5 separate regions of the Zea mays genome follow, and all the other regions are linked to region 1. The links are chromatin contacts, called in public Hi-C maps. All regions are on one chromosome and are shown on one strand. Each heading gives the region's core, a stretch centred on a gene start, on an enhancer-like site or on the middle of the called end of the contact. The rest is flanking DNA. Distances are from core to core; before and after follow the strand shown. Region 1 holds the start of LOC103653190 (cytochrome b561 and DOMON domain-containing protein At5g47530). Region 2 holds the start of LOC103653197. Region 3 holds the start of LOC100304439 (Pentatricopeptide repeat-containing protein mitochondrial). Region 4 holds the start of LOC103653195. Region 5 has its middle 11 kb from the start of LOC111591303.

The links. Hi-C and Micro-C count contacts between places; a contact is called where the count stands out from the background.
Region 2: a Hi-C map of tassel shows a contact between it and region 1, with 2.9 times the contacts expected there. The contact joins the promoter of LOC103653197 here to the promoter of LOC103653190 in region 1. A contact is called at or near these places in 2 of 25 Hi-C or Micro-C datasets (leaf and tassel).
Region 3: a contact with region 1 is called in a Hi-C map of ear, with 1.7 times the contacts expected there. The contact joins the promoter of LOC100304439 here to the promoter of LOC103653190 in region 1. A contact is called at or near these places in 2 of 25 Hi-C or Micro-C datasets (ear and tassel).
Region 4: a Hi-C map of tassel shows a contact between it and region 1, with 3 times the contacts expected there. The contact joins the promoter of LOC103653195 here to the promoter of LOC103653190 in region 1. A contact is called at or near these places in 2 of 25 Hi-C or Micro-C datasets (ear and tassel).
Region 5: a contact with region 1 is called in a Hi-C map of ear, with 3 times the contacts expected there. The contact joins the enhancer-like site here to the promoter of LOC103653190 in region 1. A contact is called at or near these places in 5 of 25 Hi-C or Micro-C datasets (ear, endosperm, leaf and 2 more).

The regions. Positions count from the first base shown.
Region 1 is chr4:44,963,252-44,968,953 of Zm-B73-REFERENCE-NAM-5.0, forward strand. LOC103653190 (cytochrome b561 and DOMON domain-containing protein At5g47530) reads right to left here and starts at 2,404. Exons shown (of 3, transcript XM_008680150.4): 1 at 1,620-2,404; 2 at 519-773; 3 at 1-403. The coding sequence starts at 2,267. The coding sequence ends at 113.
Region 2 is chr4:45,362,497-45,368,198 of Zm-B73-REFERENCE-NAM-5.0, forward strand. LOC103653197 reads right to left here and starts at 2,163. Exons shown (of 4, transcript XM_008680157.3): 1 at 1,790-2,163; 2 at 361-410; 3 at 187-239. The coding sequence starts at 2,055.
Region 3 is chr4:45,290,550-45,296,251 of Zm-B73-REFERENCE-NAM-5.0, forward strand. It overlaps LOC100304439 (Pentatricopeptide repeat-containing protein mitochondrial), which reads left to right and starts at 2,696. Exons shown (of 1, transcript NM_001165872.2): 1 at 2,696-4,690. The coding sequence starts at 2,747. The coding sequence ends at 4,117.
Region 4 is chr4:45,271,726-45,277,427 of Zm-B73-REFERENCE-NAM-5.0, forward strand. LOC103653195 reads right to left here and starts at 3,287. Exons shown (of 3, transcript XM_008680154.4): 1 at 3,140-3,287; 2 at 2,931-3,019; 3 at 2,292-2,818. The coding sequence starts at 3,224. The coding sequence ends at 2,543.
Region 5 is chr4:45,226,978-45,232,679 of Zm-B73-REFERENCE-NAM-5.0, forward strand. No RefSeq gene overlaps it. Among protein-coding and RNA genes, the nearest start is that of LOC111591303, 11 kb to the right of the region's middle. Within about 2 kb of position 3,189, at least 2 of the 20 cell types and tissues checked have an H3K27ac peak or open chromatin away from gene starts, as enhancers often do.

The DNA.
Region 1 (5,702 bases), core at 1,154-3,653:
CTAGCTAACCCAACCCATCGTAAGGCCTACTACTCTGAAGATCAGATCAGATCAGATAGATATATAGTGAGACGCCCCCGACGACGACGACGATGAGGTATATATATATATATTACATAGACAGCGGCAAGCGGCCGGCGTTGGAGGTCTTTTCCTCCTGCTTCCGGCGCCGCAGCACGACGCCCCACGTGACGGCCTCCAGCGCCACGGCGACGGCGGCCAGCACGGAGACGGCGGCGACGTAGCCCGTCCTCCACCTCCGCTCCACGTCCAGGATGGCCATGCCCTTGAAGACGTTGACGACGCCCAGCACGATCACCGTGTACCCCACCGAGTGGTGGTACGCGTTCCAGTACACCCGGTACTTGTGCTCCTTCTTCGGCCTCAAGAACAGCGCAAAGACCTACTAGCAGCCAAAAGCAAAGCAGAGCAGAGCAAAGCCAAAGCCATGAGAAGGAAGGATGGGTCATGGGTGTGTGCTGCGCCTGCGCTGCGCTGTGAAGTGTGGAGTCAGTTACCTGCAGAGTGCCGAGGGCGAAGACCGTGATCCCGATGTTCCGGTGGAGCGAGTAGGTGATCCCCTTGGACAGGTTCCCGAGGTGGATGCCGGTGGCCCAGCCGGACACCCCGACGCCGTACCCGGCCAGCTGGCACGCCACGTGGAGGTAGAACCAGGCCGGGTCGGCGGACCTGAACGTCTTGAGGTACCGAGCGAAGGTGGCGCCCATGGGCAGCAGGAGGCCCCAGCTCACGGCGTTCAGGATCCCGTGCGTCTGCGTGCCGGATCAGAACGGTTTCAGTTAATCAGTTCGATCTACTACTGGACAGTATAGTAATAGCAGTGCGTCGAAATCCGTAGTGTACGTACGTACGGGTGAGGAAGACAGGAGCCTGATGTACTGTCAGTCTGTCACACGGTCAGCAAACGCTGCCTGCCGTACGGACTAGGACTAAGGGGGTGTTTGGTTGCCCCTGCTAAAGTTTAGCCCGGGTCACATCAAGCGTTTGACTTTCAAATAAGAGTATGAAATATAGACCCAACCAACTGGACTAGATTCGTCTCGTCTTTTAATCTTCGGCTGAGAAATTAGTTTTATAATCCGACTACATTTAATACCCGAAACGGAGGTTCAAACATTCGATGTGACGGGGGCTAAATTTTAGTTTGGGGTAACCAAACACCCCCTAATACGGTTTTGATTTCAGTCGGGGACTATCGTAGAACAACATGACTTCACGCATTTTCCAATCCTGGAAATTTTAAATCGGTCCCTACATCGACATGCGACAAACTTAAATTTGTGTGGCTTGTTTTTTTTCAGATAAAGGAATTATCTCTTTTTTTTCAGTTGCAGTAACGCTTCATGTGAAGGTGCCTCATGTGAATACAGTAACGCTTCATGTGGATACAGAAGAGCTCCTTTGCTAAAAAGGTTATTCTTTTTTTATTATTAAAAAAAGGTGAAAATTGGGTCAGGGATCGAACACTAGTAGAGCTGTGCTGTGAATGGGATCAAATTGTCTCTAAAATTTTGCACCGGGGCGTGATAAGCAAAGAAACGAACGGATGGTTTAGCACGAACAGACAAAAGGGGGGGAACGGAGCCGGAGCGACTCACATTTTTCTTCCTGAGGATACTGCCCCCACCGCTGGCGGCGGCGGTGGCGCCGGTGAGGAGGTTCAGCGTGCCCTTGGCGTTCATGTTGTCGCCTTTCATTTCGTGTATCTGGATCCCGCCGGAGTAGGGCCCCACCTGCCACACCTGGTTGACCTCGGCGCCGCCCGTGCCGTTCGGGAGCTTGAGCGTGCCGAAGATCCGGACGCGGCCGTCGCCGCCGAGCTCGGCGGCGAGGTCGGACGTCGGGTAGGCGAGGGGGGCCCCCGGGGAGCCGAGCGAGGTGCCGGAGATGCTGTAGGTCTGCACCTCGTACGCGCCGCCGCCGCCGCCGCCGCCGCTGGGGACGGCCACCAGCGCCTGCGTGCCGTCCATGCTCTGGCCCTTGGGGTTCAGGCCCCAGGCGACCCACCCGCCGGCGGACGGCGGGGCCGCCAGGAACGCCACCGACAGGGACGACGCCGCGGCGTCGTAGGACCAGTGCAGCGACGCGCCGAGGCGGGGCAGGTCGGCGCACGTCTGGAACACGCGGTTGCTGGACAATTTCTCCGCCGCGCAGGCACCGGCGCCGGCGCCCGCCGCGCGCGCGGGCGCGTACGCCGCCGCCACCGTGGCGGCGAGGACGGCCAGGAGGAGCCGCGGGAAGGACATGGCCGCGGCCGCGCGCGGGGGCAGTCTTGCGGGTGGGGCAGGAACTGTAGCCTCCGAGCCCAAGGAGGGGAAACGAGAAACTCAGGAAAAAGAGAAGGGTTGCGGATTTTTGGGTCCGTAGTTGGAGCTCAGATTCTGCAGTGGGCAGTGGGCGCGGTTAATAAGGAGGAGGACACGAGGCCGGAGAGGACGGTGGACAGGTGGATGCCTGCGATTGGTCACCGCGCCCGTTTACATGAATCCATTCATGGAACGGAGAAGTATTTTGTGCTACACAACACAAATCTTCCGTGCGTAAGTTAATGATGCTGACGATCTTTCAGTTACTGAGAGGGGAAAAGTGAAGTCAAAAAAATGTCAGTATGTATTACTTATATTTATTTGTGCTCCACTCTCCCAGTCTGCAAAAATGAGCGCGGGGCACAACTGTTTATTTTCAATATAGAATAAATATTATAAATATTGTGAATATAGAAACCGTACGAATACTTCATACGCACAAAAACTGATTAGTCACATTCGAAATGACTATATGAGCACGAATGCTTTTTTTTACAAAGAGACAAAGCCCTCTATTTTATTATAAAATACTCCCTCCATTCATAAATATATGGCATCGTTAACTTTTAAAAAAACTTTGACAACTTGTCTTATTCAAAAAAAATGAGTTGTCATTTTTTATGATTTGTTTTTATGGTAGTTTGTGGTTGACTTAAAATTTTACATTTTTGAATAAGACAAGACAACGGTATCATAAATTTGTGAATGGTGGTAGTAGGATCCAAAGTTCATCAAGTGATACAAATGATCCATCATGACCGGCACATTGGCCTAGCCCATCTAGATGGAGCACTTTCAGGAAAAAGGATAAGCAGACCACAACAGGAACCACAAACGCAGATACAAACATATTATTAAGCTTCCCCTCGTGAGGCGATACAAGGGACATCTCAAACTATTGCAAACATCAACTAGCAACTCCAGAACAAAGGCTTTGTCATACAAAGCTCCCAGCAGTTCGTCTATCCAACGGCTCCCATCTAAAAGCACGCTTCAAAGCTTCATCTGTCGTCCTTCTGATGCACCATCTTTCTTTTATTTTGGAGGGAGAAGCTTTCAACTTAGGTTCTGTTAGCAGGCAACCTAATTTTTATTTTTTTTAGCTAGGAGAAATCAGCTTCTTAGTTTTTAAGAAACTGAGAATTGAATTCCTATAAATTGAGGTATAAGGCTGGGCACAGTCGCGAGCTGTAAAAGATACGCTATACACATGCAGTCACACATGCAGTAAGAAAAGGGTGCAACAGCGGACGCTATCACCTGCGCTATTTTGCAGTCACACATCCAGAACTCTGCAGGTAGAGCTGTACGGGCATCAACGCTATAGCAATAAAATAAACCGGACGGAGGTAGAGCTGTACGGGCATCAACTCTGCAGGTAGAGCTACAGGCAGAGAGCAGCAGCATGGGTACGGTGTGTTGGTATAGAGTTGAGATATAGAGTAAACATGACTGTAGAAGATTGTGGTATAGAGTAGATAATCTTGCTGACGGGGATAGAATATTCCTTTTAGAGTAGAAATTTAGAGTAGTATGAATGCGGATAGCCTAAATCGGTATGTTTGAAACTATCTTAATTTCATAAATCAGTTTCTTAAAAACTAGGTGCTTACAATCAGAACCTTAATAACTTGTGTTGACTTTTTTTTGAAATCCTTTCGGACTAAAACGAGTGACCAACATAAAGGTTGCATAACATTCGTGCCAGACTCCGCACGTTAGCCAGGTCAGTGCTTACGCATTGCTGTTACTGCTGCTGCCCGTCGGGTCGGGTCAGCGCTGGGCTGCCACCAAGGGCATTGTAGCCGAAGCACTGGCCAGTCGCCGAATCTGAGGTTGAGCACGTGAATTGCCAAACTGATGAAGAAGGACTGAAGGAGGTGCGGAGGAGCGCTGTGGACCCTGGAGCGGGTTGGCCACGGCGGTCAGTCCGCCTCGCCAAGACGAAGATCTTCATGCAGAGACTCGGCTGCGGGCTGCGCCAGCCACAGACTCTCCGGTCACCCTCGTGTTTGTCTGTCGTGCGAGTCTGTCTGTCTGTCTGTCTCGTCCTCCCGGTCCGTCGCAGGCCTGGTTTTTAGGGCTGGAAATAGATGTCTGGAAATTCAAATTATCCGTATTCGTATTTGCTAAAACTGCTAATATGGATATCCGTATCCGTATTCGATTTTAATATGGATGTCAAATGGATATATTTGATTTCGATTTATAGTACTTTTCTTTATCCGATTTCATATTCGTATTCGAAAAAACCATGAAACATTCGATGTTATCCGTATTCGTGAAAAAAATGTTCCATGAAACCATTTAAAACTTAACTTTATCACTAATTACTAATTAAAAATGATTTTAAGTTTAATAATATACTAAAAATGATATATATCATTTAAAATATTAAAAAAATATTTATATGATAAATAAATATATCATATATTTCTAGTGATATTCAATAATAAAATTTAATAGGTTTCATAAACATTCAATTATAACTCTCCACTTTATCTATATAGTGAACACATCTCAACGAAGTTCCATAAACATTCAACTATAACTCTCCACTTTACAATAAAGATATAAATTTCTTCATGTTTTCATTAAAGTTTTGTTACACACATTTATATAAGACATTCATTCATTTTAGAACGAAAAAGTTGTTTTTCTTGGTACATTTACTATTTTATATCAATTTTAGTTTACTTGTATTTGTATAAATGTCACTTACTAAATATCACGTGTTGTTGTTTACCTTTTGTTACACGATTCAATAGTTTAAAAATATTATTTATATAGTTTTATTGACTTAGATATAGAGTATCATGAGAAATCTATTTTTTTTAAGTTTGTTTTGACTATCTATAAACTTGTACTTAAATAAAAATTCACATATACATATGTTAAATTTTAGAGTATGCTATTTGAGTTGAATTGAGTAAATATTCGAATAAGAATTCATATTCGACTATCCGTTTTGTATTCGTATCCGAAGATATTTGAATTCGTATCCGAATCCGGACTAAAATATGGTAAACTGCAACATTCGAATTCGTATCCGTGCGTATTCGATCCGTTTCCACCCCTACTGGTTTTGAGGGCTCCCAAGCGCTGACTCGTGTGCGACGACCATGGGTACTCTCCCGTGCAATGCAATTGCCTCGCCGGTCTCAGGAAGCCCCAGCCCCCAGGCCCCAGCCCCATTGCTACCGTTCAGGTTTCAGCAGGTAGCGTGCTTCCCCAAAACGCACGCGGCGGGCGGCCGTGACGAACCCGCAGCGACCCGGGAACTCGGTCTGGGCCGCGCCTAGCTGCGAACTTTGGGCCGGGACGCACGTCACCGCGCGGGACTTTAAACGCTGGGCGGTTGCCGTTGCCGGCGCC
Region 2 (5,702 bases), core at 913-3,412, 400 kb after region 1:
CTCAATGCATCAGTTAAGTAGCATTTGGTCTATGGAAATAATTTGCACCACCGTATTTTGGTAAGTACAGAGCTGAACATGCTTAAGTAATTGACAGTTCAGCCCTTTGCTGTCAAATATCATATTTGTTCCAAATTAGATAATTTATTCCATTAAAACTGTTCTTAAGAGGTCATAGTATATTACCCCTTCCATCCTTTTGATCTCCCTCCGTGCATATTGGGCCACTAAATAGACAGCTGCACAACAAAACAAAAGACCACAACATAAGACTCTCAAAAGAAAGAACCAAGATTCACAGTTGCCATTCCAAAGCACGCCAAGCATCAGAAAGGAATAGATTTTTGTCATGAAACAAACCTAGCGATGGCATGCAGACAAAGAAGAGCTGCACAAGGTGGAAATCAAGCCTGAAACGGAACGAGAAAGACAGAAACCAGTGAAGCTTGTCAATGGAATTTGTTTCTTAATGGAGATCATGTCATGTGCGGGCGCACATATAGGCGCCGCCGTGACGCACGCCGCGCTGCAGAGCGCGCTGAACGCGCACAGGAGGAGGCCACAACCAGTGGATAGATTTAGAAATAAAGATAAGGCTAGAGAATAAGATTGAGATGAGAGAATTGTGGAGAGTTAGTTGGCAGCAGATAAGTCCAAGAAAATAGGAGTTAGTTGAGAGTTTATAGGAGAAGTTGGTTAGCCATAGGGCTATTTATAAGCCACATGGCAGCAGGGAATAAGGCAAGCAAGATTATTATTTCCTAATCTCTCTCTCTCTCTAAACAAGCCGACGGCTGAGGGGAAAAACCTCGCCGGCGACGACGGACCGTGGCTACGAACTCCGTAGTAAGGGGCCAGCTACCCTAGGTCGGGAGGTCCTTGACAGATCAACTACTTCATATGTTGAACAAAGTACCATATTAGTAGCTGCAGGTGAAAACAAGAGTTGAATGGGCTCAAGCAAAGTGCACACAGTACACAAACAGGGTCAACCTATGTATAGATACTTGACTCTGAGGAATGTTTCAAGCTGCAATGCACAGAAAATTTGGAACTGCAAAATGCCTTTGGAGGTGAAGATCTTCCTATGGTAAGCATTGCATGATCAGATCCAATTGACTGCAGAAAAGAATGGAAAAAATAACTGGCAGTGGGATGAATTTTGTGCTCTATGTGGCAAGCTTGAAAGTGTCAATCACATATGTTTGTTTGCCTCACGAAAACATTCCAGTTTCCTTGCATCAAAGCAGAGTGAACTTGGACGCAAGCCCTAGGTCTCTGGACGATATTATTCCTGACTGGATTTTCCATAAATTGAGAGTTACTACTCTTTGGGGGTGGGGACAAATCAGTTTTTTGCAGAGGTTTTCTGGGCTATTTGGCACATCAGAAATAAAAAGAGTTAAAAAAAATCCCTAACAAATCTATACATGCATTTTTACTCATTCCTAGCTAATCTGGAGTGGTGGAAATGCTCCTAGCAATCTATTCAAAAGAAATTTCTGAATAACCTTATAATACGTGCAAAACTAAACTGACATACTTGTGAAACTCCTCAGCCAATGCTATAAATAATTATCAGGACTGTAACTCGTATCACGAAGCAAAAAGAAAGCAACAGGAGACATTCCCAGCGACATGAAAATGACATTAGTCAGCTCCATCTCATCGCGTTGCCCCTATCCTACTCCCATTCAATGATCCATCTCACCTCGCCGACGTAATTGGTACCGAGACTACAAAATCCGTAAACCCTAAGAGAGGAACATGGTTGCCTCTTGATGCTCACCCGAACTCCTTGCGCTTAGGGGGCACCGTGAAGAGGATGTTGGCGGCGGTCTTCCAGTCGGCGCCGCTGCTCCAGTCGAAGTTTTGGACTTGCTTGTACGCCTCCACCCGAGCCCGCGCTGCCGCCTCCGCCCGGGCCTTCGCTGCGGCCGCGGCCATCAGATCACTCTCTCCAGTGCCAGAGGAGGAGGGGGTGGAGTCGGAGAGGAGGCGGCGGAGGAGGGATGCCACCGGGAGCCGGCGGCGAGGCCGCAGCGCCGGAAGCATCGGGTCGAACCGAACCCTGTCGGTCTCAGTCGCTCGCTCTCTCTGTCTGTCTCTCCTCTCGTGCCGTCGTGCGGTTCGCGGCCGTGGAGAGCATCTGGGCCGTCCACCGCAGCGGGTGGCCCAGTGGCCCGTATAGTTGGAACAAGGTGGGGCCCATGTAGCCGGCAAGGCGAGTCGAAAACCTGCTATCCAAGTCTGCAATGGGCAATGCAGCCGGTCTGGCCGTGTTGAATGGTCCCTGCGTTCAAACTGTACTCTTTCGGCAGGGAATTGCCGACCTCCCTGTTCACCGCTTTTTTTTCTCTGCAGCTTGTATCAGGGAATGGCCGTGTTGAACCTTCGTTGCCGCTGCTTGCTTCTCTCCAGCTCCTACAGTTCACCGCTTTTTTCTCTCCTTCCTGTTGTCGCCCTACGATCCCAACTGCTACGCCACTCCCTCCTCGCAGCATCCGCTGCGGCTTCGCGCGCCCCACCGTTCCCTCCCAGACCTCGCATCCTACCACCCGCATCTCCTCGCCTCGCTGCTCAACATGTGGGACCCACCTGACGCCACGCTGCTCGAGCGCCTCCAAAACGGACCTCGGTGAGCCGTGACTCGAGCCCGACGTGCCGCTCTTCTCGGAACTCATCTCTGCCTTGGTGCGAACAGCGCTCCCGGATGCCGCGCTCCAGCTCCTCGCCTCTGCGCAGGCAATCGGACTCACGCTGCACTCCAACGCAGTCGCCGCACTCATTTCTGTGCTTGGCGTTGTGTGGCGTGTCGTCGAGACGGAGACTTTCCTCAAGTTCTGACAAACAGCTGGGAGAGTGGGAGGTAGGAAAGTGAGAAGATACTGCTGAAGGAGATGGATGCTGATGGAGTTAAATCAAACTTGCGTGTGTTCAGTCCGATCCTTGCAATGGAAAAATCATTTGCAGTGCTCAGAGAGATGCAGGGAAGTGGAATAAGACCAGATTCTTGGTTGCATCTGAAATTTATAGCATCATTAGTGTTGGGGTATGTTTCGTAGCCGAAGATTCTAAAAAAGAACACCTTCGAAAGGTCTTCTCAGAAGCAAGCGTCGAAGTTATTATTTATAAAGCTTCGGCATAAAGACAAATCTCAAGATGAAGGGTCGAAACGACTTAAAAATGAATTGACTTGAAGACCCATGTTGTTTTATATTATTATTGTAGTCGATTGAGAAGAGCGTAAATGTAATTTTGCGCAGATTGCATCATGTGCCTATAAATAGGTGAACAGTGTCCCGGCACTGTACACACGCTCCTTTAATCACGCATTGGGCATTTGCTTTTGCGTCACGCTGGTACTTTTGCTTTCCTTCAAGCCGAAAGTACATTTGTAATTTGTTATCATTTCTATAATAATAAAATAGAAATGAGTTAATAATAGATGCTTATATTATTTTTCATATTTTATGTAAATCCTTCTTCATTATTTGTTGTGCTTATGAATGTATGTCCTTCATAACCTTTGTCCGGAATTTATTATATCACAAGGAAGATAATGCTTCGAAGGACGAAGGACTTTAACGTTTAACAATTTCTGTGTTGTCTTTTCTTAATTCATAGCAGTTAAGAACAAGTCTCCAACAATTAGTCATGTACAAATATGCATAGTCTCTTAGGGGAGCCTTAAAAATGACTATGAATTAGAGTTCTTTGTAGAATAGCCATTGAACTATATACGAAGTACTTACTAAATAAGACCAATAACAAACACGTTTCTTGTCAAATTTATAGCTTCATGTTTTGGTCAAAACCTACCTCTCCAAATACACCTTCAAATCGTGAAATGTTTTCACAGGCTTGATTATTTATTGGGACAGATTTTTCATCTATACATATATGATGCTATCATCAGTCCTCTTGCAAATTACATAATTATTATGTATTATATGTTTTTTCCTTACCTGCAGAAATTTCCGTCAACGTATACAGTTGCTAAGAGCAAACAAGAAACAACAACACTAATTTGGATCTGTATGATGGAAGGTGGCTTCCTGGTAGTGCCCATAGGGGTCGTGGACGTGGAAGTAGAGGAGGTAGCTGGGGAAGCAGAGGTTAAGTCGAGGTGAAAGGATCCCAAAAGGTGTTAGCAGCTCATCAATGATCGAGTTCAAGAGGTGTTAGCAGCGAATAGGAAAGTAGAAATAAGGGAATCTTATTCCAGATCCTCCCTCGGCGCGAGCAATTTACTAGTTTCTACTATAAAGGAGCGAAGACTTGAAACTATCTCTTCGCATTTTCTACAACACTTTCCATATTTTCGACCACACTTTCTCAAGTTCAAAGTTTCAAACGGCAAGCGATGCAAGGAAGAATACAGTCAATCTGTTTTTTTTATGAACTCTTATTTATATTACAGTAGATATGCTGCACTTTTTGGTTGTCTCTGCTATAACCAAAAAAAAAACAACCTTTCGGGCATGCTGTGGTTTTTAAAACCTGCTTGTAAATATATGTGCACGCACTACATATTGGGCTCAAATTTTTCGCACCGTTTCAAACCCGTCACTTGTCAAACCTTAATGTAAAATTCCGAAACCACATTTCAGCTTATAAAATCTTGTTACATAAAGGAGTTGGCAGATCCTCACACCCTATTCTTCGGAAGTCAAAACCGTAAGAGATGAACACAATGTCTCATTGACGGTTACAACGGCCACATGTAACTAATTTTCTCCTTAATCTCCAAAAGGATTTAAATTTCTAAAGTAGCCTTAAAGACTTCTTTAGGAGCAAGAGGATTTTAGCACCTTCAATCCTCTCTAATATCCTTGCTCCTAAACAAACCCTATGATCCCTTCCAAATCTCTTATCACCAAACCAGCACTAAGTGTAAAATCTTAAAATCCACGATCCCCACCCCACCCCCAAAAAAGTCACATGTTCAAGAATAGCATCTCCCATATAACCAGGATAACCAAGCAAACTAATGAAGCTCACTAAATATTACATCATCCCATGCACTCTTTCGGCAGGGAAGATAGGTTAATCCATCCTATCGAGCCAACTTATTAGTAACATGTGTTAACACAGAAGTTCTGCAACATTATCATGAGGTTGTACAAACATTACAACTTCCTTCTAAGTTCTATTTACATCTCAACAATTTTACTTCCATGATAAAAATAATAAAGACGACGGCATCAGGTTAACAATAATTCAGGGGGAAAAAACACTACTAGCACAAAAATGAGTATTTCATAAAACAACAGTGAAAGGTGTAATATGTAGCAAATTAAAAATTCAGAAACACCAGACATTGGACACGTTAAATTTCTTGCCATCTAACGAGACAGGTCTCCGTATCTAAGCTCTGATACTGGCATGTAGATCAATCTTCACAAACCTAAAAATGGCTACAAGCTGTAAAAATTTCTGCAGATACGTACAGAATAACTCAGGGCAAGGTACAACCATGGAACCTAAGGTGACCTGATCATTAAAGTTTTGTTTGTGCCATGCTTAGCAACAAAAACAAAAAAAAGTCTGCAAACTTTTAAAAACAAAAACCATTTGTTGAAAAAGAACATGATACAACCACTACATCTGCATTAGCTATTAAGGTTTATCCTAGCTAGTAACATAATCACACAAATGTAAGAGAAACGATCTAATACATAATAGAAGCTTAAAGATAT
Region 3 (5,702 bases), core at 1,446-3,945, 330 kb after region 1:
ACACAAGGAAAACAACAAATTACCGACGAGGAATTGGTCTGCCAAACCAGCCATAAGAGATGCTTGGTTTGAGAAATCAATTCGTCCAAAATTAGGTGGTGTATCATGAGTCAATTTCTCAAATTTGATTAAATAACTCCATTCCTTATATTAGTATTAACTAACTAACTATAAAGAATAAGGTGGTGATGGTCATTTCACAAACCAATTAAAAAAATAAAAGTGAAAAGATGATAGATTAGCTCGTTCTTCAGACCAAACACTCTAAAGGTAGACTATGGTTTATTTTCATCCAGAGAGGAAATGAAGAAAAGAGAAACGAGAGAGAATGATGAAGAAATAAAAAAAAGTCAGAGAAGAGTAGCCCTCATCGGCAAAGTAGCCAATATGAGTTTTCACAGTTTTTTTTTTTCTTAACTTTAGATATGAGCTTGTTTCAACTATCTTCTGCAAAGCACGCCCCAGTGCTCCCCACTGCCTCCTTCCGCTCACGTATATAGACGGCAAGCAATTTCAGCGCAGTACCCGTTCATAAGAAGTAAGTTTTAAAAAAGTTGAAGCATGATCATGGTTGATCGAAGCAAGCATCAGAGTTATCTTGATAACATCGAGTTCCAGGGAACCCAATCATCGGCGTGTTATAAAAGCGGTAGAACGTTACTATGTACGCAAATCCAGGTCAGAGACATTGTGGACACCAGATTTCTTGAACATGTTAGGAAGGTAATGCCTTCTTTCTCGTCAGAACCATAACCGATGTTGGGCAACAAAGCTGACCTTCTGAACTTCCTTCTGACACAGGAGTCGACGCCCTTCGGCCTGCACCAGCTTGGAGCCACAAGTGTTTATTTAAGCATGAATCGACATGAACAGGAATGTAAAAGATGGCATGAAGTGTCAGCATTTTATCGCTCCTTGTGCACATGACCATGAATTGTTCTAAGGGCAAAGCTACTAAACCACAACAAACAGCCATATATTCTACTCTAAACATATGACAAATGGTGCAATGCACACAGGATGCAGGTGCCAGGGGGTGTTGGGGTATGTTCTTTGGGCACAAGACAGATGCTGTCAAATGTATTAGTTGGTGTTAACAGTTTAAAAAGTACATATAACGGGTGATGTCATCCTTGCAAATTTTCATGAAACAAAAGCAATAATAAAGCAGTAATATTGCAGTAGTGTATTGATCATGCAAGGATAAGCAAAAAAAAATGTTGTTCGTGTACACACCACACAGTGACTTACCACGTCTGTTTAGCCCGTTTAAATGGCTGTTTAGCATGAATAAATAGCTATACGGTACTGGCAAAAAAATCAGTTGATCATGCAGGAAAGCAACTATCATATCGTTGCAAAGTTTCATCGAAAGCAAAATGTGAAATCTAGTGCAACATAGTGCCACTAAAGAAATGCTACCTCAAGAAAGTTGCTTTGAAAGCAAAACAAGTTGTTTCCGAGAAAGGATCAGCCATAATGATGTGATCATGCAGAAACCATGGTTTTCTTAAGCGAGCGTCGGGCTAAAAATGTTGGGAGAAGTCTAGGCAAGCATTCATGCTCTGAATGAAGCCCACGCCTTTTTAATCCGACCCACTTCATGAAGCCATGAAGCAATTGATGTAGAAGAGTTTGCGAGAGCCACAGTGCTATACTTACGCAAGGGCTAGGGCCCTCTTCCTTTATCCCGATGCTCACTTAAGAAACATGTTTTCTACCTCAGACCTTTTACTGAGCCATCATATCCTTTTCTTTCAGAAACAATTATCGATAAAAAAGGTTAACTGAATAAAAGTCTGCAATTAAAGTTCCTAACTCTATTGCATGCAAGGTTCGTTCATGAAAACACCAGGTGTCCACAGCAAATTTGACTGTGCATGTGTATGCTACATGTGTAGATAGTTAGAATTACTTGTCTCTACTCAAACACAGATACTACGAGTACAGTGCTTTTATCCAGCGACTGTATCGTGCAAGAACAAAAACTAACAGATACTACGAGTACTGAACAATAACGCTTCCTCGCATAGACAGTTTAACAGCCATCTTCGCTATATTTCAAACCATAAGAAGTTACTCAACAAGGCTAAATCCCCATTAAAATTACTCGAACGACAGATGAAAACAGTAATCAAGATTCAGATTGATACGGTCTGCAACAAATACAACGGGCATCATTTCAGAATTCAGATAAGAATTATGGATAAGAACTCAAGGCATTCTTAGTCGTCGAGGTGAGGCCTCATGAGTCAGCAGCGGGCACCGCCATTTCTGCTCCACAGTTGCAAAGAAACAACACGAGTGCCAATTCGGAGCAAGAACTACGAAACCAGATGACAAACAAATTGCAAAGAAACAACACGATTGTCGATTCGGAGCAAGAACCACGAAACCAAATGACAATTAGCTACGAGCCTACGCGACGCTCTGTACCTTTGGAAACTCACAGAACCTACCCAAGGAGACTATGACGATGAGAGGAGGAAGAACGGCGCGACGGCGGCGGAGGGCATCGACGAGAAACAGATGGAAACCCTACGACCCTCCGCAATGCTAAAGCTGTGGGCTTTAATAGTACCAGCTCGAAGCAACTCAAGACCTACCAGCCCATGTGCATAGTTGGTCCCATTTCGTTAGCAGGCTATTTGCCAATACTATTTCGACCTAGGCCCAGCTAGCCGTTTGGAACGGTCCACGAATGTTAGCGCAGTGTGGCGACCGCAGTCCGCAGCCGAGGTGAGCCATGTCGGCGGCCGCCGTCCTGTGCCGCCTCGGCCTCCGCCTCCGCCGCCTCTCCACGCTCTCCGAACTCCCCGCGGTCGCGGCGGGAGCGCCGCAGCCGCAGCACCCGACCTCGAAGGACGCCTACTTCGCGGCGGTGCACCACCTCTCCACCATCGTGCGGCGGGACTTCTACCTGGAGCGCACCCTGAACCGCCTCCGCCTCCCGTCCCCGTTCCCCACCGACCTAGCGCTCCGCGTCATCCGCGCCGCCGCCCCCGCCGCGCCGCTCCACGCCACGCGCTTCCTTTCCTGGCTCCGCGCCAAGCCGTCCTTCGCCGCCTCAGCCGAGCACTTCGACGCGCTGCTCCTCCCACTCGCGCGCGCGCGGCTCTTCCCCCACCTCTGGTCCCTCGCCTCCGACATGCGAGGCCTCGGCCTCCCCCTCTCGCCGACCACCTTCTCCGCGGTCATCTCGTCCTACGGCCACTCCCGCCTCCCCGACCAGGCCGTCGAGGTGTTCAATCGCCTCCCTCGATTTGGCTGCCCGCAGACCACCGAGGTCTACAACGCCCTCCTCGACGCGCTCTGCGCCAACGGCAACTTCACCGGCGCCTACAAGCTGCTCCGCAGGATGGCGCGCAAGGGCGTTGCACCCGACCGCGCCACGTTCAGCACCCTCGTTGACTCCTGGTGCGCGGCGGGGAAGCTCCAGGAGGCGCAGGCGTTCCTCGATGACATGGCGGGCCGCGGGCTCCGCCCACCGGTGCGCGGCCGTGACCTCCTCGTCGACGGGCTCGTTCGCGCTGGGCATCTGGAGCAGGCCAAGGCCTTTGCCCTCCGTATGACCAAGGAAGGCATCCTCCCCGACGTTGCTACATTCAACTCCCTTGCCGAGGCGCTTTGCAATGCTGGAGACGTGGACTTCGCCGTGTCTCTTCTTGCTGATGCTTCCAGTCGAGGCCTGTGTCCAGACATCTCAACATACAAGGTGATGCTACCGGCTGTGGCCAAGGTTGGCAAAATTGAGGAGGCATTCCGGCTGTTCTATGCGGCTGTTGAGGATGGCCATCGTCCATTCCCGAGTCTATATGCGGCAATCATCAAGGCGCTTTGTAAGGCAGGACGCTTTGCAGATGCTTTCGCTTTCTTTGGTGATATGAAGACGAAGGGGCATCCACCGAATCGCCCTGTGTATGTGATGCTTGTCAAAATGTGCGTGAGGGGCGGTCGGTTTGTGGAAGCTGCAAACTACCTCGTTGAGATGAGTGAGGCAGGGTTCACACCCCGGGCACCGACCTTTAGTGCTGTAGTTGATGGCCTTCGACATTGTGGGAAGCATGACCTTGCCCGGAGATTGGAACAGCTTGAGGTGTCCCTGAAGGGAAATTAGATAGGGTTTGGTTCTGGAGTTAGTTAGGATGGAACAACTCTTCAGGAGCAGCTTCGTTCGAGGATTTTGGGAAGCATAATTTTCTATTTTTAGAACCACTCGATTTTATATGAAATCATCCAAACAAAAATAAATTAGGAGCATAAGGGCTCAATTTTACCATATTTCGGAACCAAACACTATCTTAAGATAACGTTTAGTTCCGAAGTATGGTGGGACAGAGCCATTTCACTCTCAGTTTATTGTTGTTTGGATTGGTTCCACGTACGATGGAGTGATTCTAAAAATGAAAAAATATGTTCATTCCCAAAATCTTCTGGACAGAGCCGCTTCCGGGGACGGAGCTGTTGTATCCCAAGTGACTATGGAAGCAAACGCTATCTAAATAGATGGGGAACTAGATGCGGTTTTCTCTTCCAGTTTGGACCTTGCAAGCTGTGTGGTGCTGCTACTAGATTTTCAGGTAGAAATGACACTTATATTTCTTCTTCGTGTAAATTTAATCTCGTCATAAGCCAGTAAAATCTGCTGTTTTGTTGTGCCTAACAAGATTTACCAACTTTTCAAGTGTCCAAAATAAGATTGATGGATTGTTATTTTTTTAATCTGTGATTTGATCGTCAATTCTGTGGTTAAATAATGTACACTTTTCGTTAATGAATTCACAGTTGAGTTGTGCACTGAAAGTTATCATGGTCAAAAGAAGTAAGTACAGTAAGTTCAATCCGTGATTGTGCTAAATGGATTTATGTACTGTTGATTGTCCCCATTGATGCTCAATAATGTGGAAGAAATACTCAGAATATTTTGATTGAATACCAACTTTAGGAGGCAAGTTACCTTTGTTGTATAGCTCAGTAGCTCACTGTTGCTGTTTAAACCACTGATACGTTTGCCAATTAACTGTCTTAAAATTACGTTGCTTTTACTCGTTATTTTTCATCTAAAAATTTGTCTCTCCTGTAAACCTTACTTTCTTAAGTTCCTATGGTGATAAAACCATATACATCAAACTCTGTTAATTTACAATTTTACCCTAGGACAGTAGAAGGCAAACGGGAAATGAAGTGACAATTCTTTTAGCAGCTAGATGCTTGGGTGTTTTTTTTTCTACTAAGGCTCTTTTGAATGTAGAGCTAATATTTAAAAGCTAAAATTAGCTGGAGATATTCAAATAACTTAGCTAATAGTTGGGCTATTAGCTGGAGACATCCAAACACTTTCAGCCAATAGTGCAGCTAACTATTAGCTACATCGTCAACTACACATTAGTTTATTGGTTGGTTCAAACCAGCTAAAATCAGCTAATAGTTAGTCAGCTAATTCCACTAGTAATTTTTTAGTCAATTAACTATTAGCTCTAGTGTAAATAGAGCTTAGAATGATTGAATGAAAGAATGACATCAGTCGGGTAAAGAAGGAACTTGTCTACATGTACTACTACATTGTGCAGTATGTACATATGGCACATCTAAATTGCTGGGATTGTCTAGTTTTGTTCTAAATTACTAAATACAGAGACTAAAAAAAATTGTTTCTATTTTTTAGTCTTTGTCTTTAGTAATTTATGGAATAAACGGGCTAA
Region 4 (5,702 bases), core at 2,037-4,536, 310 kb after region 1:
GCCGAGGTCGAGTCCGAGCCCCTGGGTCGGGCGAGGCGGAGACCGTCGGCGGAGGCCAGGGCTGAGTCCGAGCCCTGGGGTCGGGCGAAGCGGAGTTCGTCGTCTTCAGGGGCTGAGCCCGAGTCCGAGCCCTGGGGTCAGGCGGAGCGGAGTTCGCGTCTTCCGGGGCCGAGTCCGAGTCCGAGCCCTAGGGTCGGGCGGAGCGGAGTTCGCCGTCTTCCGGGGCCGAGCCCGAGTCCGAGCCCTGGGTTGGGCGGAGCGGAGTTCGCCGTCTTCCGGGGCTGAGCCCGAGTCCGAGCCCTTGGCCAGGCGGAGCGGAGTTCGCCGTCTTCTAGGGCCGAGCCCGAGTCCGAGCCCTGGGTCGGGCGGAGCGGAGTTCGTCGTCTTTCGGGGCTGAGCCCGAGTCCGAGCCCTTGGTCGGGCGGAGCAGAGTTCGCCGTCTTCCGGGGCTGAGCCCGAGTCCGAGCCTTGGGTCGGGCGGAGCGGAGTTTCCTATGGTGCCTGAGGCCGGGCCTGACTGCCTGTCAGCCTCACTCTGTCGAGCGGCACAGCAGTCGGAGCGGCGCAGGCGGCGCTGTCCTTCTGTCAGGCCGATCAGTGGAGCGGCGAAATGACTGCGGTCACTTCGGCTCTGTCGACTGGAGGACGCGCGTCAGGATAAAGGTGTCAGGCCACCTTTGCATTAAATGCCCCTGCGATTTGGTCGGTTGGCATGGCGATTTGGCCAGGGTTGCTTCTTGGCGAAGACTGGGCCTCGGGCGAGCCGGAAGTATGTTCGTCGCTGGAGGGGGGCCTCGGGCGAGACGGAGATCCTCCGGGGTCGGCTGCCCTTGCCCGAGGCTAGGCTCGGGCGAGGCGTGATCGAGTCCCTCGAATGGACCGATCCCTGACTTAGTCGCACCCATCAGGCCTTTGTAGCTTTGTGCTGATGGGGGTTACCAGCTGAGAATTAGGAGTCTTGAGGGTACCCCTAATTATGGTCCCCGACAAACTTTGACCGGCTATACTGGATGTTTCGTAATATTTTACAACATAAAAGTAAAGTTACGTATTATTGAGCTCCTAGAACATAAATAAGCACGAGGCTCGCGAGCCCGACATGAAGCCCGCTGTTTGGGCCCGATCCGAGCCTGGCACGACCCGGTTATATTTGGGCCCAGGCCGGTCCGGCACGAATAAGCGGACTGGGCTTGGACAGAAAACTAGGCACGGTGGGCTAGCCCGGCACGGCCCGTTTACCTCTAAGCCCGTTAAACCCGCTTTTTTGCATTAAAATGTGCTTACTGGCCCGCTTAACCCGCTTTTTAACCAGTTTTTTCCGTTCTGGCCCGTTTAGACTCGCTGCGGGCCTGACTTAGACAGAAAATTGAGTCTGTGGGCTTAGACGATCCGGTCCGGTTTTCTAACCGTGCCTGGCGGGACGGGCCCAAAACGAGCCGGGCGGCCCGTTTGGCCATCTCTACTTGGAGCCAGCGGCGGGAGACGCGTAGACGAGGAGCGCCGCGGTAGTAGGTGGAGGTGACGGTGCGGAAGCGCTCCTGGCCGGCGGTGTCCCAGATCTGGGCCCTCACCTCCTTGCCGTCGATGTGCGGCGTGCTCTGCGTTTGGAACTCCACCCCGATGGTGGCCTTGGAGTGCGGGTCGAATTCGTTGCGCGCGTACCGGGACAGCAGGTTGCTCTTCCCCATCGTGCTCAGACCGAGGTTTTAGGGGTTCGGAGCAAATTTAAAATAGAGGTCCATCAAACTATTGTTATATAAAAATGGTATCAATATATAAAGGAAGACACATCTAAAAATATTTATACCAAGTAACAAATAAATAAAAAATATATATTATAGTATTATCTTAAAAGTTCTTTTAACATGTTTAAATACGACCGGGTTGTGAACGCTTCATGGCTGCTAATTATTCGACATTTCATTATTAAGCTATTGTGTCTGATAATCTAATTACTGAATGTATAATTAAGTTCGGAGCCCTATATAATTGGGGGCCCGGGGCGGCGGCCCCTCCGCCCCACCCTCAGGGCCGCCACTGACCGTGCTGGGGTAGTGGTGCCGTGGTGGGGTGGTGAGAGGTGCGAGAGCGAGACGAGTGGGAGGTCGCACGTCGCAGTTGCTGGTGCTGGTGGGTACAGATGGCCAAACATACCGCCCGACCCGGCCTGGCCTGTTTTGGGACCGGTCTATCTAAGCCTGCGGGCTTGATTTTCTATTCGAACCCGGCCCGCAGCGGGACTAAACGGGTCATAGGGGCCGCGGGGGCGTCGCGTTTCGTCCATGGTTTAAGAATTTTTTTTAGTATAACTAAACAACAAGCACACACTTGTAGGTAGAGATAAATAGAACAGCTAGCGTTACAACCAGAAGTAGTAGTGGGTGTTCTCTTCTCTGCCGCGCTTAGCTTATTCATTCAGGACGAGCGGTTACGTTGCCCATGCATGCACAGCAACGCTTTCGATGGCATCTCCAAAAACCAAAAATACAAAATCAAGCGATATGGAAATGCATGCCGTACGTCGGCCGGCCGGCCGGCCGGCCTATAGATGGCAGACGCATCTGTAGTGGTAGGCGCTGTTGATGGGGTCGCTGGCGTCGATGGGCACCTCCTGGACGCTGCACCTGTGCCGGCAGCCTCGGCACTCGTTGTAGGTGCACGTCGTCGGAGCCCTGGACCCGACCAGCTTCCTCCTCCCGCCGCCGACGCCGGTAATAATAGCCTGCTGCTGCTCCGTGTTCAACACCGGCCAACCAGCAGCTGCAGCAGTCGTCGTCATCGGCGCTTCTTCTTCGCTGCCGGATCTGCTTCTAAATTCCTATATATACGACATGCATTATGTTTCGTCATATATATACATCAATACATGCATTTCATCCAACAAGCTGGCTTTGAAGTTTGAGCAAGTGGAGCCGGCCGGCATTAATTACCAGCAGCTGCTCTGCCTGAAGGGCTGCTACTACTTCGTCGGTTCGCGGCGAGCCTGCTGTTGGAGCATCAGCTACTACGGCACCATCACCTGCTAACAAAAAAACGCGCGAAAACCATTATATATCGTCTGCTGGTTGGTCGACAATAATTGAATTGACTGCTATTTGGAGGCTGGAGACGACTGGATCAGCCTGGAACTGGAGTATACCAGTCGTCACCACTAGTAGTACAACCACGAGGAGTAGACGGCACGGCGCTACACAACAATGCCTGCTTCCGTGTGCTGCTGCCATCTTTCATTCGTTTCTTTCAGGCTATGGAGCCCTATATAGCTGCTAGCTCGACGCGGACTACCTAGTGGGGCGTTTATATACTACTATATATATACCGCGCGAGCAGAGAGTGACGGTAGATAAATACTTAATATAATTTATAAGCTAAATTATATATAATATAATCTTGAAAGGAAATAAAGAGCAGGCGATTTTCAGAATTTGATGTAACATTAACGACGGAGCAGCTGGGTAATAAACATCTATCATCTTTCAAGCTTTGGAGCCCTATAGCTAGCTCGACGACGCGGACTAGCTATAGTGAGGCGTTTAAAAGACACTCGGCAAAATCAATTGACATTTGGCAAAGAAGCCGAATTCCGATAATGATATTACCGTGCAGGCAGAGTGTGACATTAAGTAAATACTTATACGCTACTTCCACACCATTCCAAAATATAATTCGTTTTAAACTAATTGTAAATTCATTAAGTAACATGTGAGTGTAGTTTGCATGTATGTATATATTCATCATTATTATTTGAATGAATGTGATAGAAAAAATTTAAAGTGGGCTAAAAAGAACTGTATATTGTTTTAGAACGGATGAAGTAGTTTATAAGCTTAATTATAATTATATAATACTGAAAAGAAACAAAGAGCCCTTATATTACCCGTGTGGCCAGTGGCCATCGATCATGCATCCGGATGTAGATGGGGAGCGAAGCTGCTGGAGGGAGAAAAAGTAAACGGCCGCGGGCATTACATGCCTGCATGCATGCTGCAATTAATGTACGTAGCGGCAGACGTATACCGGGCCAGGGCATATAGTGCACGGTTTGCACATTCTATGGTTCCAGCGGCTTCCGTAAAATTATATATTAATTACCCGGGTCGCCCACAGTAGCTAGCTAGCTCCATCATGCATGCAATTACCTTCTAGGGACATGGATCAACACATGCAAGAGTTTGAACGGCGCCCCGCTGCCGCTGTGTGTCCTCCACAGGTACGGACTACGGACACGGTGGCCGCCCCGCCCTGTTGATCAACAGCAGCGTAAAAATGATCGGTCGGTCTATCATCAGAGTATCAGTCGATCATGCGGCGCCCACACGTCGTCACGCTGCATTGCCTGAACGTTTCACGAGGCTCCGGAATCCGGATCGCGCTCGGGCCCCGGGGCCGGCCGAAGAAGCTAGCCAATAACGGGAAGGTTCTTCCAGCCTCCACGGCTCCACCGCCGCGCGCTGGCTGTACTCGTCTGCCCGGCCCGTCCGGCCAGAATGCATGGCCAGCGCCTGCCCAACGTACGGGTTCTCCACCAGATTGACAGGTAGGGATAATAACTGAGAATTCTCGTTTTTATCACCTCATCTGTCTTCGTGATAAAAAAAGTTTTTCTATGGGGATCCCACGAATGGTAATCTCCGTTTAAATTATAATTATGCAGTAGTTCCTTTGTTGTTAACATAAAACATTGTTAATTATACACATTGTTTGATATAAAAAATCATTACATAAACATTAAAATGAATACATATATATATATATATATAACAAGAGATCTTTTGATAAGATAATTAATTATTTTTATCATAAGCTATTACATAAAAGCATTGTTATGTATAAGTTCAACGGGTCCCATACGGAAAACGGAACCGGAATTCCCCTTACCTATCCCGCCATCCCGGTTTACTTTACTATCTCTATCCCAAATCGAGGATCGAGTCCAATTACCATCGGGGGTATGATCCCTGCGGCATTCATCAGGCTACAGATTCAATGTACAGGGCTACATGCAGATGCAGGGCAGCGAAGAAACAGTGCAGTGGCAGCGAAGTGTGCAGTGCGGTGGCAGTGCAGTGGCGACGACGATCTGCGTGCGACTAGTAGCGTCCACGTCCAGCGTGCAGGGGCACCGGGCATGGCAGGGGGTGGCCTGCGCGTGGCGTAGACCGTGTCCTGGCTGGCCGATCCCACTGCGCTGTGTCACGGTAGCATGCATGCAGGCCTGTTCGTCCCGGTTCAACCGTACCGGGGGACAAGGACAAGCAGGAAAGGAAAGATTCACTAACTAGACCAGGATCAGGATCAGGATCAGGATCAGGAATCTGACACCCTATGCTTCCTTCCGTCGCTCCTGAGTCCTGACCGTCTTGCTAGACCAGGTCCTGCAGGTAGCTAGCCGCGACATCCGAATACGGTGCGTGCTGGATCTGGGCACGTTACGATCAGGATTCTGGATTGCTCGTCTCATTGGTGTAGATAACGTGCTAGCTGCTCCGAGTAGAAACTTGAAAGATGCCCAAATGAATCGGTCCGTTCGATAAGCTCGTAACCCGGCATAGTTCTAGTTCGGTCCAAACATGACCCGTCACATTGGGTATCAGGTCCGTGCAGGTCCTGCCCGATCATGGGCCATGTCTGAGCCTCAGGCGCGGCGAGGCTCGGTGCGACGGGCTCGACCCGGCCAACCCGGTTTTGTGTTTTCTCGTTTT
Region 5 (5,702 bases), core at 1,939-4,438, 260 kb after region 1:
CCAACGGTGCCCGCGGCCAATGGTGGTCTACGCGATCAACGGACGACACGTGGCCGAGCCAACGGTCGGATGGTCACACCGGACTGTCTGGTGCGCCAACGAGCCCGAAGGACCAACGGTCAGCTGCGCCTGATATGGAAGGAAATCGAGCACCGAAAGGTACTGTTCATGTCCGGTGGTGCACCAGACTGTCCGGTGCACCGCTCGATAGAAGGCAAGATTTGTCTTTCAAGTTGATCTCCAACGGCTCCTAGCTGCCTTGGGGCTATAAAAGGAACCTCTAGGCGCATGGAGTAGTATATCATGCATTCTCTAAACATCTTAAGACTCATAGACTCCGCCTCCACGCATTTGGATTGTTGTGTTAGTGATTTGAGCTCCGTTTGAGTCGTGAACTCCCTGCGCCGTGTTTTGAGCTCAAGTCTTGGCTTGTGTGCATGTGTGTGCTGTGGATTGAGTCTTGCTTGTGTTGCTTTCCCTCCCTTACTTCTGTGCTTATTGTGTGATCAACATTGTAAGGGCGAGAGGCTCCAAATTGTAGAGATTCCTCGCAAGCGGGAAAAGACTGCAAAGAAAGGAAACCATGGTACTCAAAGTCGATCATTGGATCACTTGAGAGGGATTGAGTGCAATCCTTGACCGAAGGAGGTCACCACAACGTGAAGTAGGCATTGGCCGAACCACGCGATAAAAATCACCGTGTCTTGTGTCCATCTTCTCTGTGATTGGTTTTCTTCTAAATCTCAGACGTTAGTAACTTGGTTTCGATTGCACTAACATTTTATAAATCAAGTTTGTGCTTCTAGTGTTAAATTTTACAGGATCACCTATTCACCCCCTCTAGGTGCTCTCACTTTGTTTACCCTCTAAGTCTATTTTTAGTAGCTTACTCATTCTTATATCTCATTTTCAAACTCCAGTTTGCAAACTGTGACAGCCCTCCCAAGTTATCAGGCCCACATGCACCAATCTTTGCCTTACTGGCCTCGGATGGCTGTGCACGTGTACCGGGTAACTTAACAAGGCTATCGAGTTCACCAACTGGAACTCATCATCCCAAGGATCTCCCACATAACAGGTATATTACAGTAATCACATTTGATACACACACATTGGAGATAGAGCGGAAGACTTTTACAAAGTATACTTTACATTCCAGAACTCAAGTTTTACATGGTAGAAAGAGATGTATTTATTACAAGTCCTGATAGTACTCGAAGTGCATAACTTATTACAACAATTGGAAGGGTGAAGCCTTTCCATAAAATATATACATAAACATTCTAAGCTTCAAGTCATCCACATGAAGTAGCTAACCCAAAGATAAGGGAATAAAACTTCTCCTACAAAAACAACAAGGGATAAAACCCTAAGTACGCAATTACTCAGCAAGACTTACCCGACTAAAGAAAAGACTCTCAAGGGTATGCTGGCTTTTGGGAATCAAGGTAAAGCTCATCAAAGTTCGAGGACTCATTTTGCAGAAAAGCTTACTAGAAGTGGGTCCTTAAGCCAAGTTTTATTTCACAAGTTAGTTTATTACCTGAATCTTCTAGCCTGAATCTAGCAATTTCCTAATCTAGATCATTCACTTGACCTACACTAGGTTGCTTTTAAAATCCAAATTTTTGTTTCACTTGTTATCTACGATGAAGGGCAGCGATCCAGTCTTCATATCCGAGAAGTAACGGCGATCCGAATCGATTAATACCCAGCTGGGGATCTCCAACCACACGACATATGTAGCACTTAACCCTTGCATATGTCAACCATTCCCACGGATCCTCCACTACATGAACTAGTCCGCGCTACCCGGGAGCACATTACCCTACCATCCAGTCTCTTGCCAGGAGGATAACTGCTACTCCCACCATCTTCCACGCCCAGTGCGCGGTTGTCATTTCACGTATGGAATAGCTGGGTTCAGGCTTACCCATGACGAGGTATGTGGCCAGTTAAAAGGTCCTAGATCATCAGGCCAACAATCGGTACGGTCCTTAATCGACACAGACGGAGACACTACAACCAGACTCCGTTCTGGTGCAAGTCAACCGCCCGACCTCAAGTTTACTTTTACTATTTCTCAAAACATTTGGCGCCTAACAGAGGGGCCATGCCTGGATAATGAATTTCTCACTGCACATGATGCCTTCATTATCCCAAGCCAATTTTCTTTTGGAAATTATGAGTCATAGATCAAAAACATTTTTTTCTAATCTATCTGCATGATTAAGCATCTCTAGCTTTTATAAATCAGGTGACAAGGTATGGTAATCAATTATTTCAAGAAATCACCTAATGCATCATATAAGTGATAAAATTTTGTAAATACAAGGAAGGTGGCAAATGCATCGGGGCTTGCCTTATTGCAGGAGAAGATCTAAAACTCTTCTACTCTGGTAAGCAGTTAGAGAAAACTCCGCCACTGGATCAGCAGGCACTGAAGTGAACTCCTTCTTCAGACACCACTTCATCTAGGTGTTCTACAAGTCAATTACATGTAGATGAATGTTTGCTATGTACGGAAATGCATTTTATAAAGAAGGTAACAAACAACCCATCCTGAGTACACTTTAATACAAGGTGCATAAAACTAGCCAAAACACTAGAGGATTACCAAGGGCACTAGAAGACATCATCAACTAATAATTCACCAGGAACTAACCCATCTTAAACTTCATCCAGAAGCTCAAACTTTCTTAAGCAACTTCATTTCCTAATTACCCGAGGGTAAAATCCTTTTTCTTTTCGGGCAACAATCTGTTTGCTGAGAAAATTTCTTCCAAACAATTTCAAACTTGGACCAAGTGCTCAGCTGGTAAAGACAAGGTTTCCCAAAAATTTTCATAATTTTTGGAACTAAACTTTTATTTCTAAAATCAAATAGACCTTCTAAGAGCATATTTTAATCCCCTGAAATTTGGTATCTGCTGTAAAAATCCTAAATCTACTTTTACTCAGGGAAGAAGCTTCAGTGCCATACACAGCTTACGGGGCTCGCATGAAAATGCTCAGGGAAGAAGCACGCTGGTTGGTCGACGGTGAGGCTGTCCATGGTACCGATCTGCGGTGGCGCGACCCTGTTCCAAGCAGCAGACCACGGTAGAGTTCAAAAGCTGAGTTGCATGAGCTTCACTGGTCCAAGGAGAGCATGGGACACTCACCACACGACTGAGAAAGCTCTCGAGGAACCTGGGCCGCGGTGAGGGGGAGGGTCAGCTGGGCGTGGTCACCAAACTGCAGAGATGGCACACAGCTCCGGGGCAGACCGGACTTGGTGATGGAAAGGGGTTACTCAGACCTGAAAACCAGAACTCCTCCTCTCACGCGATGGACACGAGCTCGAGTTCAAGGGCAGGGGAAAGACTCCACAAAACTAAGCCCTAAGGTGACTGCATCCAGGGACAGACATCCGTGAGCCCAATATTAAGCAGTGGAGAGTATTCTCCAGGGTGCCAGCACTGCATAGGTCCCCACACGTGTCACACAACTACAACTCCACACAGGTTTCACAATTTCAGAATAAACACCCATTTTGTCCTATTTTTGCAGACAAGAATTTAAATAGATAAGGGTGCATTAAATGAGTACAAGCCAAGACATGATATTTTCTACAGCAAAACTGGACTTCGAGAACCCTTGTTGCCATCTCATGCACGTCCTGGCTTGAGCACAAAAGTGGATTACAGTAGGGCAAAGAGATCTTTTCTTCATCTTCGATCTGATTCTAGATTCAGTGAACTGAATCACTCTCCTTTTATCCCACTAAATGTCATTTTCAGTTAACTGAAAGAAGCTGCCAGGAACCACTTTGGAACAGATTTACTCCCAACTTTGTGCAGCACCAAGCTAAGCACCTCTTAGTAAAGTTGTTCACTAATACTTGGTCTCCAACTTTGCTATATAATTCATAGTCTAAAACTTGATGGAATGGTCACAAAAGTGTTCCCAAACTGACACCAAACAGTGCAACTTCAGTTTTCAGGCACTGATTGAAATTCAGTTTCTGTAACTGACCATCCCAGTCTTAAGCAACTATTACTCAAATTTTTATGCAGTACCAAGCCAACCTTATTTAAGAAACCTTGTTAACTATTGTATGGTCTTCCATTTTACTATAGAAACCATCGTTCATACTCCATATATTAGTCACAAAGAGATCCCAAAGTTGCTCCAAAATATGAGTTCTGCAGTGCCAATTCAGCACTAAGTCCGAAATCTGCAACCATGTCAACCCTGCTTTAGACCAGTTTTACACTGAGTTCCATAGGGCTTTAGGGTTGAGTAACTTAACAAAATATATACTCCTATGATAGGTTTACAATATTTCTATAATGATTTATAACTAAAAGCTCAGGGATTAAATGCTACAGGACTCCAAAGTTGAGCAAAACCCACTAAAATTCAGTTTCAGTCAATTGAACTAAGTCTGAAATCTGGAGTCTGACAACATGTTTTTGGACACCATTTTCTCCCATTTCTAGGCAAGTTCAGGGGGATCCACCTGGATTAAAATTACTAACCACATTACCCTCTAACACTTTGCTCTGGATAGTGCAGGCCATAACATCAGAAGTTTGTCACAACAGAGATCTAAAGTTTGCTAAAAATGCTGAAACTGCACTTCAATTTCTGAATCAAAGTCCAGAAATCACAAGTCTAACAGCTCCAATTTGGACCACCTTTTCTCCAAGTTCCAAGTAGCTTTAGGGGTATGACCTTTGACCAAACTTGCACACCAACATATGGTCTTCAAACTTGCTACAGGAATTGCAGTCCAAAACCATATAGATCAATCACCACAAAGCTCCAAAGTTGAGCCAGACACACTGAAATTCAGACTTGAATAATTACACCAAGTCTGAAATCCAAACCTGTCAGCCCATCTTTTGACCAATTTTTCACATAGTTGCATGTGGTTTTAGGGCTAACATACTCAATAAAAGTGGGTCTCCTATAACTACTCTACAAGTTTTCTACAGCAACCTTTCTCAAAACTCACATGGATTAGAAACTGCAGGGGTCCAAAAACAGGTAAACAAAGCTGTTTTGAGCCGAACCAAAAACTGAACCAAATCTGAATTCTGCAACTACTCCAAATTTTTCTTCAAAACTTGAAAATATCAACACATGAAAGTTGTCTGGTTCTGAAAACTCTATAACTTTGGTATATGGTCTCCTAGCAAATTCTTTCTAGATTTAAAATTCCACTTTTTGGCTACTTTAGTGTTTCATTTGAGATTTTGGACCTACTAAAATGCATTCTAGGTGTATCAAGCAAAATGATGCTGATGCATATGATGTCATGTCAATGTTTTAGTTCTCGTAACACCAGGGATGTTACAACCTTCCCCCCTAAAAAGGAATCTCGTCCCGAGATTAAAATTCTTAGATCCGTAATGGAAAAAAAGAAATGCGTCACGATCTTATTCCACATTTGTTCTTACAAGACAGGGGTGTGCCCCTGTGGGTTTACATCAAAGACAAAATGCACAGGGCCTAAGATTTACAGGAATCTAAAAGCTGAGGAAAATGCTCCATTAGATAGTCTTCTGATTCCCATGTAGCCTCATCTGTGGAGTGTTGGTTCCATTGTACTTTGTAGAACTTGATAATCTTTCTTCGTGTGATCCGATCTTTTTGATCCAGAATTCGAATAGGATATTCAGAGTAAGTTAGATCGGGTTCAAGGTTAACATCTG